Regions from separate parts of the Mus musculus genome. Here all the other regions are linked to region 2. The links are chromatin contacts, called in public promoter capture Hi-C maps. All regions are on one chromosome and are shown on one strand. Each heading gives the region's core, a stretch centred on a gene start, on an enhancer-like site or on the middle of the called end of the contact. The rest is flanking DNA. Distances are from core to core; before and after follow the strand shown.

Evidence for each region. Promoter capture Hi-C pulls out the DNA fragments that hold promoters and counts their contacts.
Region 1: a promoter capture Hi-C map of embryonic stem cells shows a contact between it and region 2, with 20 times the contacts expected there. The contact joins the promoter of Hhipl2 here to the promoter of Capn8 in region 2. A contact is called at or near these places in 4 of 39 promoter capture datasets (embryonic stem cells, neutrophils and pre-B cells) and 1 of 484 Hi-C or Micro-C datasets (embryonic stem cells).
Region 3: a promoter capture Hi-C map of embryonic stem cells shows a contact between it and region 2, with 8 times the contacts expected there. The contact joins the promoter of Enah here to the promoter of Capn8 in region 2. A contact is called at or near these places in 6 of 39 promoter capture datasets (the C10 cell line, the HPC-7 cell line, embryonic stem cells and 2 more), 2 of 484 Hi-C or Micro-C datasets (CD8 T cells and bone marrow-derived macrophages) and 2 of 9 other capture datasets (adipose tissue and liver).
Region 4: a contact with region 2 is called in a promoter capture Hi-C map of embryonic stem cells, with 9 times the contacts expected there. The contact joins the enhancer-like site here to the promoter of Capn8 in region 2. A contact is called at or near these places in 18 of 39 promoter capture datasets (the 3T3-L1 cell line, 3T3-L1-derived adipocytes, the C10 cell line and 11 more), 2 of 484 Hi-C or Micro-C datasets (the HPC-7 cell line and liver), 1 of 115 datasets of contacts at active chromatin or transcription factors (bone marrow-derived macrophages) and 1 of 9 other capture datasets (liver).

Annotation. Positions count from the first base shown.
Region 1 is chr1:183,416,378-183,419,989 of GRCm38.p6, reverse strand. It overlaps Hhipl2 (hedgehog interacting protein-like 2), which reads right to left and starts at 1,520. Exons shown (of 9, transcript NM_030175.5): 1 at 1,161-1,520. The coding sequence starts at 1,478.
Region 2 is chr1:182,563,497-182,566,846 of GRCm38.p6, reverse strand. Capn8 (calpain 8) reads right to left here and starts at 1,840. Exons shown (of 21, transcript NM_130890.2): 1 at 1,550-1,840. The coding sequence starts at 1,786. Gm46248 (a long non-coding RNA gene) reads right to left here. Exons shown (of 4, transcript XR_001779884.1): 3 at 2,794-2,923; 4 at 2,366-2,699.
Region 3 is chr1:182,018,626-182,022,138 of GRCm38.p6, reverse strand. Enah (ENAH actin regulator) reads left to right here and starts at 2,159. Exons shown (of 15, transcript NM_010135.3): 1 at 2,159-2,609. The coding sequence starts at 2,605.
Region 4 is chr1:181,899,507-181,903,195 of GRCm38.p6, reverse strand. It overlaps Enah (ENAH actin regulator), which reads left to right. Exons shown (of 15, transcript NM_010135.3): 15 at 1-3,689. Among named protein-coding and RNA genes, the nearest start is that of Gm33669, 23 kb to the right of the region's middle. Within about 2 kb of position 2,170, at least 5 of the 459 cell types and tissues checked have an H3K27ac peak or open chromatin away from gene starts, as enhancers often do. A contact at or near this core is called in embryonic stem cells, where this site is marked.

The sequences.
Region 1 (3,612 bases), core at 271-2,770, 850 kb before region 2:
TTGTTCGCAGGCAGGAGGACCTGCATTTGGATCCCAGCCAGTGCCACAGCACTGAGCCAGAGACAGGAAGCTTTGGAACTGGCTGCCAGCCATCCTACCTGAATCAAGGGAATCCAAGTTTTATAAGCCCTGTTCCAAACAAGGTAAAGAGAGATAGAAGCCACCTAACACTGACCTCGAGCCAATACACACACACACACACACACACACACACACACACACACATAACACGCACACACACGCATGCACACATGCACACCCCTTGCTCATCTCAGAGTTAAATTTCCAGGAAACACCTGAAGGACGGTGCCCTGTCCTGAGAACACAGCCCCGAGGCGATGCCACCCAGGTGTCTGTCCTCTGAGTGCTACTGCACTGATTCCTGCCTAGGCTGTCTGTACCCACGCATAGAGCTGAGGAGTTTGAAAACAGTGGCCATGGTGGGATAAAGATACCCTGGGACAGCCACATACTAGCACTAAAATGCCCCAGGATGTCTGTCACGTCATTAGAGTGCTGCTTTCCTGCAGAAGCTTCTCGAGTTGGACTCTCTTCCCGAAGACTGGTGCGTGCGCGTGCGCATGCGCAGTCTGTACCTTCTAATGTTCAAGCTCAGCTCAGCTAAGGTGACGCCTCCTGCCTGTGGATTTTGGCTGCTGCTGAGCGTGGAGAGGAGAAACTCTGGGTCATTTCCTCCCAGCAACTTGAGGCTCTCTGCATCCAGCTTAGGAGTTCTGCAGACAGGACCCCAACCCCTGCCACCACCACTGTCACAACCAAAGCCCCCATGGCAAAACACCCTCTCAGCAGGTGTCACAACCCCTCCCCGCCCCACCCCTGCCCACTGCACAATGCATAAATGCCACAGGGATGCTGTGCCCAGCTTTCTGGTCCTTGTAGGCAGGACGGAGCAGCTGCACTGAGAACCCCATGAACACCTCTTTCAATCTTCGTTGTCTGGAGAAAAAGCCCAGAGGGAAGAGTATGGAGAACCAGGGCACACCCTCACCTCCAGCTCTCCAGGGAGGCACCTGGCAGAAGAGTCCTACTCCAGGATCCCTCACTGTTCAGCCAAACACTGTAAAGCCACAAATCGCTTTTCCAAACTGGCTCCCTCTCCTCCTCCTCCTCTTCCTAGGCTTACATACACTCAGACCCACCTGGCAAAGGATGTCTTTAATGTAACCTCCACACAGCTCGTGGGCCTTCAGGTCAAAGTAGCTCATGATGTCCCAGTACCTGGCAGCGATGCGGCGGTCTTTGCGCTGATCACAGCAGCCGAAGGAGTCATAGTCAGAGCAAAAGTCCAGGTGCTGAGGAGGACGGAAGGGTGGTCCATAATCCAAGCACTGGGGGTGTCCCTGCAGCAGGCCCACCCAGCCCAACAAGAACGGGAGGCCCAGGCAGAAAATGCCAGGAGAGAGCCACGGGGCCCGATGACCAGGAACAGTGTGTGGGCTAGTATGTTTTCCCAGCATTTGGACCTTGGGAATTCTCTGCTGCTCCTTCCTGGGTTGGCCTGCCCAGTCTGCCCAGTGCCCCCCCCCCCGCCCCCGCTCCCAACTGCTCTTCCTTCTTTCTCTCCCTCACATCCTGCCCCAGTTCAATGAGGTGGTTCATCAGTGAAGTTCCTTCTCTGTGCTGGTGGCTAAGCATACCTCGTGACATCAGGGAGAGGTGTCCTTACCTAAAAGTGAAGCTGGAGCAGGTCTTGACACTAGTGCTGAGGGTTTGGGAGACTGCGGGTGCTTAGTCAACCGTGTGCTGGCATCAATGACTGAGGTGCTAGGATTCTTCAAATTGCACAGAGTTTCCGCCATGTTGGGGGCAGGCCAGGAAATTCCCGCTTGTTTACTGTTTTTCTGCAGGCTGAGCGGCACACATTACAGATGTCTGACAGCAGACTCTGCGCGAGGCAAATGTCCAGGCTCCTGCAGTGCAGAAGGGCACAGAGAGTGCTGGTGTGGGTCTGGGAGCATGTCACGGAGAGCCGTCCCGAGTGTGCCTGGATGGGAGGAAGTGTCATGAATCTCGCATCCCCAGCAAGAAAAACACAAGCAGTCAAGCAAGGAAAGGAGGGCGCCTCAATCCCTTCACTCTGCTGCAATAATATCACAAACTGGGATGGGGCTCAGCTGGTAGAGTGCTTGCCTAGCATGCATAAGGCCCTGGGTTTGATTCCCCAGTATCTCACAAATCAGGCTGTGCTGTGTTCAACTGCCCTTGGGAAGTAGAGACAGGAAGGTCAAAGGATCCAGGTCATCCTTGACTGTAGACAAGTTCAAGGCCAGTCTGGGCTACATGAGACCCTATCTCAAAAGCACACTGAAGAAAACAAAAATACTGTAGACTTGTTAACTTATAGATAGTAGAAACTTATCTCTCAGTTTAGAGACTGGGAAATTCAAAATCAAGCAGGGGGCAAGTCCGGTGTCCAGCAAGGAACTTTTATGACTGTGTCCCCACAGTGAGAGTCAGAACAGAATCACCCTCTGAAGCCCCCTCCCAGGCTCTCTTAGTCAGGGTTTCTATTCCTGCACAGACATCATGACCAAGAAGCAAGTTGAGGAGGAAAGGGTTTATTCGGCTTATACTTCCACGCTGCTGTTCATCACCAAAGGAAGTCAGGACTGGAACTCAAGCAGGTCAGAAAGCAGGAGCTGATGCAGAGGCCATGGAGGGATGTTACATACTGCCTTGCTTCCACTGGCTTGCTCAGCCTGCTCTCTTATAGAACCGAGACTACCAGCCCAGAGATGGCATCACTCACAAGGGGACCTCCCCCTTGATCACTAATTGAGAAAATGCCTTGCAGCTGGATCTCGTGGAGTCATTTCCTCACCTGAAGCTCCTTTCTCTGTGATAACTCCAACCTGTGTCAAGTTGACACACAAAACCAGCCGGTACACAGGCACTGCAGTCAGCCTCTAGCAGGCCAGGAGAGCTCGTGAAGATTGAACCCAGGGCCTCATACATCCTACCACCCACCTGCATCCTCAGCTGTTGTGGTTTAGATGTGGACTATTCTCTAAAACGCATACATTGGAAAACTTGGCTCCCGGCCTATGGCACCAATGGGATGTGCTGAAACCTTCAGAGACAAGGCCTCACAGAAAGGAACTAGGTGCTGAAGGGGTGTACTCATAGGCAGATTTTGAACCCCAACCTTGTCCATTTCTGTTTCCCAGCAACTGTGAGGCAAACAACATTACTCTACCACATTCCCCTCTGTGGTGAGGAAGGAGTTGCCTCACAGGACCAAGAGCAGTGAATGCAGGACCACGGCTCAAAGTTCCAAAACTATGGGTTCGAATAAGCCTTTCCCCTGACAATCTAGACATTTTTATGGTAATGGAAAAGCTAGCTAATACATTAGCCCAAAGCCTGGCTCTTAGTACTAACACATTGACAGACTTCAATATACACGTTTTTTATGAATAGATTCCTTGTGTCCCAGAGAACATGAAGACCAGGAAGCACAGTCGACCTGACCTTGCTTTTGCCAGATCTATTGTGTGTGTGTGTGTCTATGTGGGTCAGGGGGGAGGGGTGAGAGGTAGGGGGTGGGGGTGGAGGTGAGGGGCATACCACAGTATGTGTGGAAGTCAGAGG
Region 2 (3,350 bases), core at 591-3,090:
GACCAGGCTGCGCTAAGTCCATTTACACGGGGCATTACATACATCACAGGAGCTTGGGATAGATGCTGAGCCCACACGGTGAGACAAGGAGCTAAGAGCACTGGAGATCAGCGCAACCAGCTGCTGTCTCTGGGGTAGAGTTGCCGCATTTCACCCATGTAAACAGAAAAACCCTAAGGGATTTCAACCTCCCAACAGAGCGTTCATCTTGAGAATCCAAGTGTGATCTGGCAACCTTCACGTAGACAAATGTGTCTTCCGTTCCTTGAGACAAGAGCCTAGGTAGACCTTCTACTTAGAAGCATAAGAACAAGCAGAAGCAGTCATACTCCCCCCGGGTGTAGATCCAAAAGAATCACAGTCAGCTACAATAGTGACACTTGTGCACCCATGTTTATTGTAGCTCTACTGACAATAGCCATGGTATGGAGTCAACCGGGTACCTATCCACAGATGAATAAATAAAAAAATATATAGTTATGTGGGGCTATATGTGTGTGTGCAGTATTGTTCACTATAAAGAAGAAAATCATGTCATTTATAGGAAAATGGACAGAAGCAAAAAAAAAAAATCACCATTTTACCTGAAGTGAACCCAATTCACAGAGATAAATATCACATATTTTCTCTTGTATGTGTGTAAAAATAAAGGGCTATCAGGATGCAGAAGAGCAAATGAAGCAAACACCTTAATGTCCAGGATTATTAGATGCAATATATATATATACACACACACACACACACACACACACACATATATATATATATATATATATATATATACACATATATGCTCCCAAAGTAAAGAAAGGGTTATCCTCAAAAGTGCAAAGTCAAACAAAAAAGCAAGCAGAACCATTGAGAAATGAGCAAAGGTTTTAAACAGTTGTCCCTCTAGAGGATGCACCCATGATATAGAAAGCACAGCATCCATTATCATCAGGGACATGTACATCAAGACCACAGTGTGACCACACCCACCAACTTTAGGATGGCCTCCACCTCTCTCTTCTCTCCAGCCTTGGTGGAACCTTCTATGACCTTCAGTAACCCATGTCCCTCAGCAGCGATGCTATCACAGTTTGCCCCTAGCTGACTGTGTCTAACCTTGGTTTGTTCCCCTGTGTGCTGGCCCGGGGGCACTGTGCAGTGCTAAGTACCCTGTGTTCTGTGTCTCTTACACGCAGGACAATTACACCCTGAGATTTATTTCTCATTCTCCTAACCACACTGAAATACAATGGTTCCAGCCGCACTATTTTTAGGGTGGAAAAACTGAAGCTCAGAGAGCTGTCGCTCAAGGCCACATCAGCAGAGCCAAGGCCACATCAGCAGAGCCACTCATGAGGTCTGACTTGTCCAGCTCTAAAGCTTGTGTGTGTTCTTCCTTAGAAATAATGTTAGGAAGTAAGGCGGATATCAGAACTATAGGATCTGAAAACAGAACCCTGCACTGTTACTTACTTCAACTCTTGACCTGATGTGACAACTCTGTACCCTGTGTGACACTCAATTGTGCCTTGCCATGGTCACTTCCCTATTGCCTTACCGTGGGTCGCTTCCATATGATGCCTTGAGTTTCTGCAGAGCCTGGTCCAAGATCCCTGTAGCCCAAAGCTGACGGACATGCCGGGAATTCCGGGTCTTTAAATAGGACCCCTGAGTTCAAGCATTGCTTTCTCAGGGTCTCGAAGTCCTGGCCCAGATACTTCACAGCATTCTGGTTAGAGCCAAGGCCCTGAGCAGCTGCACGTTGCTTGGATATTCCAGCTGCCAGGGCTGCCATGGCCTGCCTGTGCGTCCTGTAGGTGACAGGAAAGCAGGGCTTCTGTGTCCTCTCAGACATCTGCCCTATGGGGATGCTGCCCTTTAAGGCAGCTCCCAAGGAGGTGTGGCCTGTAAACTTTGCACCTGAGGGAGGCCCTGTTCCAAAGGGACATGAGTCATAAACAGAGTCAAATATGTATCCAAGGTGCAGGCAACTCTGCCCCACCTTCTCCTGCTGTTCACTATTTGGACACCACAATGGAGGCTATCAGGAGTCTCCAAGTTGGATAGGCTGGGGTGATTTCTCCTCCAGAGACTCTGTAAGGAGAGGCCCTGCTCATGCCTTGGTTTTAGTCCAGTGGAAATGACTTAGGTCTGTGGGTGCCCAGAACAGAAAGAGACTAACCCTCTGCTCTTTCATTTTTACCGAGCATGGTGCCTTGCCTGCATGTACACCTGTGCACTACATAAGTGATCTGTCCTTGGAGGCCAGAAGAGGGCACCAGAGTCCCCAGAACTGGAGTTCCAGACAACTGTTAGCTTCCATGTGGGTGTTAGGAGTCCAACGCAGATCTTTGCAAGAACAGCCAGTGCTCTCTCAAACCCTAAGCCATTGCTCCATCTCCAACTTCTGCTCTTTTCAGTCACTTGTGTTCGTTTGTTACAGAAGACACAGGCAGCCAGTACAGTGTGACAAGAATTCTCTGAACTACTTACCCACAACACAGTCTCCCTAGTAACCTGCATTAATCGCCACCATCTCAAAGAGTGTTCTGGGGGCTGGCTGTAAGATGCCTCAGTGGATACGAGGGCTTGCCGCACAAGCAGGACAATCTACATTCAGAGGTAGAGACCAGAGAATAAGGAGTCTGAGGTCACTGTGGGCTAAATGGTGAGTTCAAATCCAACCTGGGTTACGTGAGACCCTGTCTCTAAAATGAAATAAAACAGAATATAAAATAATCATGATTCAGCAGTTCTGAGCTAAGTCTCTAGGACCCATATCAGAGTCTTTAGACCATTCACCTGCAGATGATTCTAAAGCGGGTTCACACTGGTCTCTGAACCAGACAGCCTCTGAGGCTGCCGGTCTTCCCGCTGAGGGTCATCCACGTGTTCAGCCCTGAGCTTGGTGCTTCTGAGAGAGCATGTTTACCTGCCAGACATGAAACAGACAAAAGCAGGGTTTCCCGTGATTCACCAGAAATACAAGGTCAGCATGACCTTCCAGGACAGGAGGCAGTTATACGAAAGCTTTGGCTCCTCCGTGCCTCAGGAGCCCCCATTACTCCCTCAACGCCTCTATTTGCGTTAACACTCGCTCAGTGTTGGGCTCACTGAGGGTTCACAGCTAAGTTTCCACCCTGCACAAGGCTGACCTACCCTTCCTCTAAACCAGAACCCCAGCTCCACCCCATCCCCTGACGTTGCCTGGAACACTGAAGATCCTAGAAGCCTTGAAGCCCTAATTTGGGTGGAGGAGGCATTTTTATTCCTGACCCTATTGCCTAGTTAACTGAGATTCGTGCTGAGTCACAGGAACCAGTGGTTGCTCTGAACACAGTTTTCTGGCCATCCCCAGC
Region 3 (3,513 bases), core at 910-3,409, 550 kb after region 2:
ATCTAAATCCGAAGGCAATGGTGTGACCAACTTGTGAGCTGGCAAGCTGCCATTAAAAAGAATGGAAATGGGTGTAGGCAGCCAACATTCTTGGCTGGTACATTTTTAATAAACACAGAAAACAAGAATAGCATTTTCCTCTTGGATCACTTAATTTGGTACTCATACCATGGGGACATCAGCTGTTAGCATAAAGATGATGGTGATTTCGTTAGATCAGGATGGGATTAGCTAGCAAAAATGAGAAGCAGGTTATGATGTCATTCGCAAGGAATTTTTATTGGTGTTTCTTGTCTCTGACAAGAGATAGTTTGAGTCATTACAGCAGTATCTCCACCTCTTCTGGTGGTGGTAAGGCTTTTATCTGAAACCTAAGCTCTGTTGTACTTACTATATTGGTATGAATGAACTAAGGAGAGCTGGGGTGACTTCTGGCTGAATGTGTCTTAATTCTTTCCCCAAGAAGATTCAATAGGCATTAGTGCTTTTTTTCCTCTTTCTAGACATTAGTTAACTTGTTGAATACTTGAGGTGCAAGCATTTTATACAGATGCCCTTTATACAAAGGCAGTGCACCTCAGAGCTGAGATGTTTTTCTAATCACGGCTATTGTACTAATAACACACGAGGTTGTTTGAGATGTATATTTCTGTCTCTTCTCGTAATATGGGCAACAAGGACATTTGGCTGACAGGGCTGTTTTCTCTTCAGTCCTTGGAGATCCTTGAATAAAATGCTCTGTGATGGCAAGCTGTAATTAGCTATGTGGGTGGAAATTAGTGTTCTTCAAGTACACCATGTTTAGAGCAGAGGCACCGTGCTTTTTACTACCCGAGGCCACCCTGGTCCTGTGCCACAGCTCTAGGTCACTGCTTCTTGCAGGGCTTCCTTCCAAAAAGCAAACCGCCTTTGTTGAGCTCTGAAACCAGGAGGCTTTTCATAGTTAAAACAGGTTAAACTGTTCTCCAGACAATTCAGGCATTGACCAAGGATGGATAGGATACGTTAGCTTGTCATTTGAAAGTGCCCAGAATGCCAGCTTTCATAAGTATCTTTAGAACCGCAGCTCATTTTATATGGAACATCAAACTTTTGAATGGATTCCTGCAGTATTGCTAGGTCCTCCATTTTGGATGTAATAGAAATCGGGTAGCTGCAAAAACCCTTTCTAACCTAGTCTAGGCATCTGTATACTGCGCACGAAAGCGGGCTCTCAGTTTTTAAAAAATTTTATTAGATCATTGGATTTGCTGTTTTTCATTCTACACCCCCCGCCCCAAATTCGGGCTTCTCAGAGGCCTCCTGCACCATCTGACTAAACCATTCGCTGCGTTAGTATTTTCTATCTACCTTCTCAAGGAGGTGAGCTCCAGACTAGGTGAAAGACAGAGCATTTAAAATTATCCTCAGTTTCCATCCCTCCCCGCCCCCGGCCGGGATTCCCTTTCAGCTGGTGACGACAGAAAGGGTTCCACGGGCTGCGTCTCTCGCGGCTGCACAGGGTTCCGCGTGCCTCGGGCCACCGCGTTTCCCGACACCGATGCGTTAGCTGTGTGTGTGTGTGTGTGCGCGTTTATGCGCGCGTGTGTTTGTGCAGTCATCCCAGTACTGTGCGCGCGTCGGCCGGATCCCCAGGTCCAGCACGCTCGGGGGTCCTCGGGAATCCGGGGGACGACGATGGCCACGTTTTGCGTGTTCGGAACTCTCCTACATCCCGCCTACATCCCACGGGTGGGGGTGGGTGGGAGGGAATCACATCGCGGCGGGGACGCGCAGAGGGGGATGCCGGCCCGCGCGCCCTGGTCCTCTCCGCGATCGCGCCCGGCTCGTCACGCCCCCCCCAACCCCCCCACCGCGGTTCGCTCCTCACCTCAGCCTCCGGGCTGCGGGAAGGCCGCGGCAGGAGAGCGCGGTCAAGGGCAGAGCGGGCGCCGAGCCCCCCTCCGACCGCGGGGGGCGCGGAGCCGGGTGGGCGGCAACAAAGGGCCGTGGCCGCACCGCCGCCTCGCCTCGGCCGCCGCCCCGCAGCCCCCTCGTGCGCAACGCCCCTCGCCCCGGGAGGGAGGGGGAGGGGAGCGGGCGAAGCGGGAGCGGCGGGGGCGGCGGGAGGAGGGCGGCGCCTGCGTGCTCCTCCGCCGCCCCGCCCCCGGCGCCCCGCGGCGAGCCCGGCTCTCCTCCCGCGGCTGCAGCAGCTGCCGGTTCCTCACGGCCTCGGCGGCGGCGGTGACGGCGGCGCGCTCGGAGCGGCCTCTGGAGCGGCGGGCGGGCGGACGGACGGACGGACGGACGGGCGCGCGGCCCCGGCGGCTCCCGTCTGAAGCGGCGGACGAGGCTCGGCGGGGAGGAGGCGGCGACGCAGGCGGAGGAGGCGGCGGCCGCCGGGGACCCGCTCGGCGCCTCGGCCCCGTGCCCCGTCCCCAGCCCGTGGTCGCTCGCGCTCGGCGGGCCGGCGCCTCGCCTCTGCGCGCGGAGATGGTGTAGCCCGGCCGCCGGAGCCGGAGCCGCCTCTGCTCGCGCGTCCCCGCGGCGTCCGCCTCCCCGCCTGAGAAGAGACCCTCCGCTCGGCGGCTCCCGCGCCGGGGAAGCCTCGGCGCCGCCGGCACCATGAGGTGAGGGGCGCGCGGGCCGCCAGCCATTGTGCCGCGGCGCCGCGACCGCTCTGCGCGGACCCGCCTGCCCCGGCCCGCGGCGCCGGCTCGGCTCTCCCGGCTCTTTCTCGCTCCCTTTTGTCCCTTCGGGTTTCTCCGGTCCAGCTGCCCTGCCCAGCCGCTCTGATTTGGGGGAGGGGGCTCCTCCCGGTGTCCCCCTCCGATGCTCTTCTTTTACCCAGGATTTCCCTTCCTCAATTCAATATGCCAGCTCCCTCCCTCCCTCCCCCAGCCTGGGTTAACGAAACCCAGGAGATGGGGAGGGGCTCGGTAGTCGTAGCGTGCTCGTTGCCGAGAAACAGGTATTTTCCGTACATCTGTAAAAATTCTCTGCACTTTTAGTACAAAGCTCTAGTGTTTAATTAAAAGGGGGGTGGGGAGGAAAGTTTGGAAGGTTTGAAATCTCTGCGGGGAATAAAGTGCCTCTGGTAGGGGTAAAGCGGAGGAGCGGGGAAAGGTGAACATTTCTCGATGGTGGGGGAAGGGAGAGCATTTACTAGGTTTCCTCTGGCGGGGGACAGTGTGAGGCTGGGATAAGTTGGTTGAGGTTTGTAAGCCCGGGCGGGGGAGGGTTTTGTTTGGAAAGCCCTTCTCTCCGGTTCGTAGCAGCCTGTGTTGCATTGCAGCAGAAGCGGCCGCGTTTCCCTTCCTCTGTAATCAATACAATTATTTATTTATTTTTCAGCCCCAAAGGAAAGTCTTGGATGTACCGTGGTGAAATGCTTTTTGATTGATACGGTGAAACATATGGTGTGATGTTTTTTAATTTTTGTCTCTCCAGTTGTGTAGGAGAATAAACCATGATGTGGTGTGTCACTCATTGGCGACCACCCACCCCAAGCCTTTCCTAAGGTTGTTTTGTGTC
Region 4 (3,689 bases), core at 921-3,420, 660 kb after region 2:
ACAAACCTTAGCGTGGTGCTGAAATCTCTTGAGAATAGTAACCGTGATCTCAAAGTCTGTTCAAAACGTGTCAATCAGAACTGAAGATGAACCGCTGATGAATGTCCGGTCCTCATGCCGCAGGCGTGTTTCCTGTCTAGGTTTTCAGTTCTCTGCTGTTACCACCATAGCTGTTCCAGTTAACTCTCCTACACACTAACTTCATTTGTGCGATTGAAATAAAATTGCAGTATGTGCATGTTTCTTGTTTGTGACACTTAGATGGTCTTCTGCAATGATGTGTTAATTCCAAACCAAGTGATACTGGGTGTGAAATCAGCACCTTAGGAAGCCCAGGGTTTCACTGTTTACAGTTTAAACATCATGTCACTGTTCTTTAAAGATTTCATCCACGTCTGGCGTAGTGGAAAACACGAAGGGAATATGTAATGATCTTTCTACCTTTTGTTTTGCAGTAAGCGCTGTGTGCCTCTTCTGTCTTACATGCTCCCAGCACAGCTTGTAGTCAATGTGGTGAAAAGTGTTTTACTCCATTCTTTTGTCCTATAACACAGTCATATATATATTTCACTTCATTTACACGGTTCATTTTTTTTCTTTATGTAATTTGCATATTAAAGGATATTGCCAAGTAATTAACTTTAAATGTAGCAGTCTGTACCCTCTACAGTGATCTCTTTATGTTGGCTTTTTATATATACTTATATATATGTCTCAGCACCTTTATCTATTACAAAGTTCCATTTTCCAAACTTGTAATTTCCTCATTAGAAGTACAACTCTGTCTGTGTGTGTGTGTGTGTGTGTGTGTCTGTGTGTCTGTGTGTGTGTGTGTGTGTGTGTGTCTGTGTCTGTGTGTCTCTGTGTGTGTGTGTGTGTGTGTGTGTGTGTGTGTGTGTGTGTGTGTGTGTGTGTGTGTGTGTGTCTTTCCCCCTTTATCAGACCTCGGCATCTCTCCCAAGCTCCTCCGTCCTCTTTGTGCTTCCTGTTCCTGGCATTAATTTGCATTTGCAACCACCTTGTGTTGCTCACTGTTGTGAAGACAGCCAGCTGATTTTTCTTTTGGTTCCAACTTACACTCCTGCTTTATCTACAAATTAAAGTCACTTAAATTCGAAAATGAATTAAGTAGCAAGTCCTAAGCTTTTCCATTTGCTTAGCTAAAATTACTGTCTCTTAACTTTTGCCCATCTTTGCAGTGAGGCTGTGAAGAATTCATGTTTGTACGATTCAGGGCTTGCCAGGCAGGGCTGCAGGAACTGTTTGATTTCTTGTCGCCATGAGAATTACTTAAGCCCTTTACCACGGTCTTTAATCCTATGGGCGTATCTGTAATCCAGCATCCTGGAGACAGAAACAGGAGGATTGTGGATCTGATGTCAGGCTGGGATGCATAGAGAAACCGTGTCTAAAACAAATCAGTAAAATCCTATGGGTCGTAAGCATAAAAACGCGGAGCATAAAGGAACTCAAGATGAACATAAAAAGCAGAGTGTAGGGGGGTGTCTGTCCCTTTATCACACTAGAAAGCCCACTTCCAAAGGCAGAATAGTTTTCACTTCCAGACTCAACCTGTTCTGGTGACGGCATTTTTGTTTTTAATACAATTGGTATCTGATCATCTCCCCAGAGCTCTGTGACTCTTTGGTGAGAGGCATTTACTGTTTTATAAGTTCAGTTCCTTTTTTTTTTTTTTTTTAATCAAAACTTGTTGTATTTTAAAGAATCTGACTAAACAGTTATTCTGGTCAGTACTTCATGTGAAGATCCTGGAGAACATGTACGTACAGGAATCGCTTTCAGTTAAGCATACGCCTGTTTGAGAAACTAAAATCGTCAATCTCTCAAGAGAAGCCATTTATTTATGCCAAATATTCTTGGGGTTGAGGGCGGGGATATGATATAGTCTTTCTATTCCCAACATCAAAATAGGCTCTGCACTAAATCTTGTTCCCTTATGTTTACCTTGGTGGCTTTTTGAAGTACCAAGCTTCTTTCTAAAGCCTCTTTGTGGGTGAATGTGAGAATGAGCATGTAGAAACCAGTGTTCAACCTTGGCACCCACCTGCTTTGAGACAGGGTCACAAATTCAGCTAGACCTGCTGGCAGTGAGCCTCAGGAGATCCTGTCTGCTGCTTGCTGCTGGGTTGCCTAGCTTGTACCACCACGCCCAGCTGCTCTGTTTTACATGGATTCTGGAATCTTAACTGATGACCTTGTGCTTGCAAGGGAGGCAGACACTCTTCCAATTCAGCTAGCTTTCTAGCCCTGCCCCCCCCCTTTTTTTTTTCTTTATATCTTAATGCTGGAACAATGAAAGATTCAAAATTTAAACATTAAGATTGATTAGTTGATTAGAAAAGAAAGTAAAATGGTACAGTAAAATTACCATTTACAGACAGGGGCCTTCTATCGGTACAATATTAATGAATACCTCACATAAGGAAGATGGGGCTTTAGGATAAATTTGAAAATTGTTGAAGTATGAACTATGTTAATTTGTAAAGCAACCGTCACTGAAGGGTAGAAAGTGACTTGGTTACTGTGACTTGATGTTAAAAAGAATTTTCTACAATCATTGGTTCTATTTGTTGAAATTGTAAAGATAGGGATTGTGTGAGGAGGAGAGGGTTTGGGAAAGGGCGTTTCCCTTCGGTTATAGATGCTCTGTTGTAGAACTCCCTGAGCACCTGTAGGTTTCCAGTGCTTGCTCATTAACATAGAGAATAACTGAAAACTGAAGCTTTGGTTAAGTGCTTGAACCAGAGATCAGTCACCACACCCTACCTAGTTTGAAGCTTACTGGGTATTCCAATAAAGAGCTTTTAGAAGTTTTTGGTGTGGAACCCCAGGATTCCTGGATAAAGGAGGCCCAGATAAGAGCGGAGAGGGAGGAGTACTTGACTCTCTTGAGTTAGGAAACTCAAGAGCATGGTGAACTCATCACTAAATCCAGCCTTTTCTAAACAAAAATTAAACAGAGTTAAAAGAATTTCACATTCTAATAAAAGTTAGAAATGTCCATGCACTTCATTGAAGAGCTATTTGTAAGTGACAGTCTCCATTTAGCCCGTAAATATGTCTCAGCTGCCCCCTTCTGAGTCCAGAAAGATGTCCTTAGCAGTAGAAACAGACTCCTTCAAAAGAAAATTACATGTCTAATACAGGCAGTGAGTGATGTTGCCGATAGATAGGGTGTTAGCCGGCGCTGGGTGTCGCAAAGGAAATAAAACCCCAGGGAAAGAAGTGTGCATCGAGTCTGGCTCTGGGATTCATCCCTGTTGTGGTGGGAATACACAGTGTGTATGAGGTCCCTAGTATTGAAAAAATCAAAATGCAGCTTTAATCATGAAGTAAGTAACACAGGAACCTTTTTCAAGTTTGATACCTAAGGAAAAAAAAATGTTTGAAATTCAATATTCTCTAGTCAATTCTGTCTACCCAGCCTTCCTATAAAGTTTTGGTTTGTTTTTGTTTTGTTGTTTTTAAGATTTTAAACTTCTTTTAGTAGAGACATAGAAGATTGTCATTCCATGGCCAAGTTTCACCTAGGTGAGTTTTGGCATTTGATATTCTAACTTCTGGAATTTCTCTGAGTATTTTGATCCTCAGTTCTGAGGTCTGTCTGTTTGGGGGTGGGGCGGTTGTCTTTAAACCACAAGCCCTACATGATGCCAAAGCCACCAGGC